Linked DNA regions of Mus musculus: region 1 is linked to region 2. The links are chromatin contacts, called in public Hi-C maps. All regions are on one chromosome and are shown on one strand. The core of a region is the stretch at or near the end of the contact, and the rest is flanking DNA. Distances in the headings are between cores, read along the strand shown.

Region 1 (2,700 bases), core at 113-2,612, 120 kb before region 2:
AACTGCAAAATCAGCACAGAGGGAGTAGTTTTAGTCTGAGAAGTAGAAGGTCAGGAGAGGAGCGGCCACACACTAGTGTGAGGTACTTACTGCTGCCAAGCTGTGTATGCATTTACAATGGTTAAGGTGGAACATTTAACATCCTATGTATTTTGCTTTACTAAAAAAATTAATGTAAGGGAGCTGGAGAGGTTCCAGGGGCCCTGAGTTTAATTCCCAGCAACCACAGGGTGGCTTACAGCCATCTGTAATAGGACCCGATGCCTTCTTCTGAAGACAGCTACAGTGTACATAAAAAAGTGTGAATGAAGAAAATATCTAATAAAAATTGTATAAAAAGTAAATAATTCTTTTTTTAAAAAAATGAATGTGAGCTGAGAATAGGACTCAGCAGGTAAAGCTCTATCCGTTCATGTGAGAGGACTGGATCACCAGAAACCACACAAGTGCCAAGTGGGCACAGCAGCCTGCCTCCAATTACAGCCCTCGAAGGCAGAGACAAGGGATTCCTGGGGCAAGTTGGCTAGTGAGGAGACTAGCCAAATCTAAGAGCACAATGAAAAGGCAGAAGGAAGCTGGAGGAAGACTCATAACATCAGCCGTGGGCTTTCACATGGACACACACTCATACACACACACACACACACACACACACCAGTACACACTCAGACACACACACACCTACCATACTTACATATGCAGGAAACTACTAAGAAAAAAGGAAAAAGTGGTGCAAGAAGTCAGTTGTGAGCCAGGTGAGGTGATGTACACACGTCCTCTCAACAGGCAGGAAGATCGATCGGGAGTTCAAGGTCATCCTCAACTACATTAGAGATGTCTAAAACAAACAGCCAGCAACCATCACAGTGACAAAAACTAAAGTCAAACCAAGCTGCAACAACAACACAACAACAAAAAACCAAGTTGTTCAAACCATGGTTAAGAGGAGACGATGTTCATGGTACCCCCCTCCAAATATCAAATACCTGTGAGTAAATCCAGCAAGAGATGTGTCAGAGAACTACAAAAACCGTGACAGTCTGGGAGAATTTAATTCATAACCAAAAACAGAGAAAACCGCCTCTGCCGTGGGCCAAAAACTTGGAAGTGAACACGCTAAGTCTCCCTAAATTCTCCTTTGTGCTTCGTTTTAGACGTAAGGAATGTCCTGTCCGTCTGACATGGAAGGAGTTAGGGGACATTGCTTGGGGGGGGCACTCTGAGCCACATCCTGGGCTGCTAAGACACTGATTTCTATTCCTGATGCACTTCCCGCTCTGTGCGCTGAGCTGGGTGCAATAATAGACTTCCTACTGTTGCCGCCCTCGCGCCGAGATAACCCGCTTCCCACCACGACTAGCTGCTATTTCCATCCTCCCGTTCCTAGTGTCTTATTTAGGAAGCACAAAGGCAGCTCTGTGCATTTCCACAAGTGTAGAGAACCCACAGTTCCAAGCCTGGAAAACCATTTATCTTGGGAGGGGCAGGGGACAGGCCATAGGTATAGCCATGGGACAGGGACACCTCCTGAATATGGGGCACAGGGACTAACATAAACGGAAGAGTGAACCTCCTTGGAGTCTTTGTGTCTGCATCCTCTGAAGTATTGTCCTGTGTCTTTCTCTTTTGGTGTATTTCTTTCTTGGTGTGAGTGTGTGTGTGTGTGTGTGTGTGTGTGTGTGTCTATGGATCTGTGACGTGTGAGCTGTCTGTATGCTAGTCTATGTGTATCTATGTATGCATGCCTATGTCTATGTGTCTCTGTGTGTGTTTCTCTGGGACTGTGTGTGAGACTGGGCTGTGTGAATGTATGTCTGGGTGTGTGTGACATGTGGATTGTCTGTGTACATGTCTGTGTGTGTCTATATGAGTGGTTCTCTGTCTAGTCTGTGACTGTGCAGGAGCCAGTCTAGTCTGTGACTGTGCAGGAGCCAGGACCGAGGGAGCTGTCTGCAGCTGTAGGGACACAGCTTATGTTCACATTTGGACGGAATATACAACTTGACTATTCACTGAGCCCGCCGTCAGGTCCTCACTGTATCAGTATCAGGCAAAAGTCACTACCTCCACTCTCCCAGTCACCTTCAGCCTGGCTGTCTGCCTCTCCAGGTCCTGTTACAAAGTTGGAGGCTCACGGGCAGGGGCCCATGTTTATCTACTCCCTGTCCCTACTCTAGTTGGCCTGGGTCCTAGGATGCTATCACAGGACATTTGGGAATGAGTTTAGTGAATGAGTTTGTTCTGACCCCAAATGTTCTGACCTACAAATTATCCATTTCAATAGTTGGAAGTTTAATGGCATAAGTAGCTAAATGTCTATAACACCGTCCTTTCCTTTCCTTTCTCGACACGTGCTGAGTTTTCACTTTTTGATTTATTTATGGTTTGTGGGAGGGGGTGTACATATTGTTTTGTTTTGTTGAGACAGGGGCTCACAATATAGCCTAGGATGGGTTTGAATTCATAATTCTGCTCCTTTGGCCAGGGTTACTGGTATACACTACCACATCTGGCCTAATATTTTAGAAAAAAATGTTATTACATTTTGTGTGTGCCTGTGTGTCTCTCTGTGTGTGTCTCTGTGCCTCTGTGTATGTACACACACACACACACACACACACACACACATGCCTATGTCATGGCTCATCTGCTGAGGTCAAACAATGATCTTCAAGGGTCAATTCTCTCCTTCCACCACAT
Region 2 (2,700 bases), core at 78-2,577:
CCCAGTGCCTTTCAGTGGGCAGAGATGGTCCATGAACAGACAAATTAATCTCTAAAGAGTAATCTCTACTCTCTGAGCCATGCCCTGAGAGGAATCTACATGCTTAAACCCCTCAAAACTAGTTTGGGGTAACTTTAAAAATCTCCAGGAGGGTGAGACCTCAGAGACGCCTAGCGATCCATGCAGTGTAAAGCAAGCAGGCAGCTATGAATTCTGGGAGAATCTCATATTCATCCAAGGCTGGCCTAGAACCACTTGTTCTCGGAGCTTCTAAGCTAAGGCCTGTTAGGCTGGAACCCCTGCTTGCCCCGCACAAGCTGGGAAACCCCCATCTGCCCTCCTTCCCCCAACCCCACCCACACAGAAAAAACTCCCCCACCCCCTTGGAATAAACTCTGTGCTAACACGTCATCACTTCCCATCTCCAAGTGCTCACCCAAGAGTGCCCGCCCAGGGGCTCAGTTTCTGACCACATATGGGCACAATCCCAGCTCTTAGCTGGTATGCCATCACTCCTCACTTAAGCTCTATAAAACCCCCTTACTTTAGCCTGGATGCCAGTGTAACTTCACTGATCTCCACCTGTGAGATCGGTGAACCCACCTGAGAGCTGCCTCCTAATAAATCTGCCTTTATGTACTTTTAATCTGATCTAATCTGGCCTGTATCTGTGTCACTGAAAGGGAGAGAAAGCCTTTCAAGGCCCACACTCCCTTGAGGTCATGTCCAGTAGCTACAGAAAGCAGCACCATGGATACCAGGCCTGCCAGAATGGGTCAGTGGTCAGTAAGATTGATCCCTTTCTGCTGTGGAACAAAGCAAGGTATTCCTGTCCCTCCCAGCTCTTGAGCCTCATGGCCTGCCACTAATATCTAAAGATAGCCATTAACCTAACATTCAGCAAGAGAGGCAGTACCAATCACCAAGGAGAGGGATACCCCTGGGAAACCTAGCATTTTCTGCCACCAGTCACATCTGCCTTACCGGGCGGTGTGGAGAAGGAGAAAGTGGTGGGGGGTGTAGGGGTGGTGGAGTTGCAGGTGTCAACGCTCCTCTCGATGGTACCATTGGCCCTGCAGTGTGCAGAGATGCAGCCTCCTATGCCATCTGTTGTGTGGTAGATGATCTCCCCAGGATGGAACTGTTGCCCGTTGTAGGTACAGACACAGGCTGTGGGGAATAGATGTTTAGCCTGTCAGAGTGTGCTAAAGTTCTGGCAACGAATGCCCCACCTGCCCACACACCACCCCATCTCCAGCTCAGAGGGAGCTGCAGGAGCTCACCACCAGCATTGTGGGTACAGCGCACACCACTCTCCGTGCAGATGCTGTCAAGAGAAGCAAGAAGTGGAACTGAGCGCATAGGAACTGGAACCCTCTGTTAGAACCTGCTGTGCTTAGTGTTAGTGACGAGACAGCCCTGCCACAGCCTAAGTCTGCTCTACTAAGGTCACACTCTCTCAAGCATTGTCCCCTGTCAATAACTAATAGAGGCAATGTGGACTTTGATGGACATTGTCCCCTCAGCCCTGGCCTGAGTGCACATCACATTCACACACAAGATGGATCTTAAGTCAAGGGTGTCCTCCCTCCCAGATGAGCCTTAGGCCAAAGGCACCTTTCCTCTCACCTGAGCCCCATGCTGAGGTTTTACTCCCTTCATTAAAAAACCCCAGGCCAAGGGTGCCCTCCCTGTCAGCCCAGCCTTAAGCCAAGGCTGCTCTCCTTCCCAGCTCAGCCTAAGGCAACAGTGCTCTCCCTCCTAGCTGAGGCTCAGGCCACTGGGGTTCAGGCAGGTGTGCATCCATGGGGCCCACAGTGCCGATGATGTCATCCTTCCCCCTCAGCTCAACCATGGACTGAGGGTACTTCTAGACCCCAGGCTGGTGCTATAAGATTAGTTCCAATTCCCCACAGTGTTTCAGGTCATCTATTACTCTGGCAGAGTGACTCACCAGGAATCGCAGTTTTTGTCTGAAGGTACTGATGCACCTGGCCGGTACAACTTTCCATTGACGCGGCAGGGGAAGGTGACTGTACAGTTGGATACACACTGCATTGTGCCCTCATCAAAGATGGGGGCTGTTGGTGGGCACTTGGGATAGCATCCTGTGGACCAAGAGACCTGTGTTCCAGACAGAGTCTTCCCAGAGTCCTCTCATTCCATGGCCCAGGTCTGTCCCCTGGGACCAGCCTCAATCACAACATGGTTGAAACCATAAAGGCTCCTAGTGGGATCAGGAAGAATAAAAAGACCCCAGGCCTCCAATCCCAGGATAGACCCCAGGCCGTAGATCCCAGGATTGTCCAAAGTTCTGATCCTAGGAACCCAACAGATCCTGCCCCTCCCAGTTCAGCCTTCAGTCTACCTTCCAGACCACGGAGATCTTGTAGGCACTGTCCAGTAGGGTTCTGGCAGGTACGCATGCAGGGGGCCCCACACGGCTGGTAGTGCCACTCACACTGACCCTCTGGGTTGTAGTAGTCACAGAACAGTGCTGGAAAATGGAAAGAGTTACTGGAATAAGCCTGAGCCTAGGGTCTGCTAAATCATTTCCCACCCCACCCCACCCCAAGAAAGGGTAAGTCAGATAAAGGTTTCTGCCTAATGGGAGTGCCAGAGCAGAAACCATCAAACGGGGCTCTCCAGGTACAGCAGCTGCCCTCAGCCACACCACGCCCTCGGGGCTTCACATGGACT

Evidence for each region. Hi-C and Micro-C count contacts between places; a contact is called where the count stands out from the background.
Region 1: a Hi-C map of cerebral cortex shows a contact between it and region 2, with 6 times the contacts expected there. The contact joins two enhancer-like sites. A contact is called at or near these places in 9 of 39 promoter capture datasets (the 3T3-L1 cell line, the HPC-7 cell line, HPC-7-derived erythroid cells and 5 more), 1 of 15 datasets of contacts at CTCF or cohesin (large pre-B cells), 4 of 484 Hi-C or Micro-C datasets (cerebral cortex, embryonic fibroblasts and liver), 1 of 115 datasets of contacts at active chromatin or transcription factors (embryonic stem cells) and 2 of 9 other capture datasets (adipose tissue and liver).

The regions. Positions count from the first base shown.
Region 1 is chr7:141,927,498-141,930,197 of GRCm38.p6, reverse strand. All of the region lies in intron 2 of Gm32539 (a long non-coding RNA gene), which reads right to left. Among named protein-coding and RNA genes, the nearest start is that of Gm32539, 4.5 kb to the right of the region's middle. Within about 2 kb of position 1,362, at least 6 of the 459 cell types and tissues checked have an H3K27ac peak or open chromatin away from gene starts, as enhancers often do. A contact at or near this core is called in cerebral cortex, where this site is marked.
Region 2 is chr7:141,804,083-141,806,782 of GRCm38.p6, reverse strand. It overlaps Muc5ac (mucin 5, subtypes A and C, tracheobronchial/gastric), which reads right to left. Exons shown (of 49, transcript NM_010844.3): 27 at 2,369-2,497; 28 at 1,955-2,108; 29 at 1,284-1,327; 30 at 985-1,170. Among named protein-coding and RNA genes, the nearest start is that of Muc5ac, 16 kb to the right of the region's middle. Within about 2 kb of position 1,327, at least 14 of the 459 cell types and tissues checked have an H3K27ac peak or open chromatin away from gene starts, as enhancers often do. A contact at or near this core is called in cerebral cortex, where this site is marked.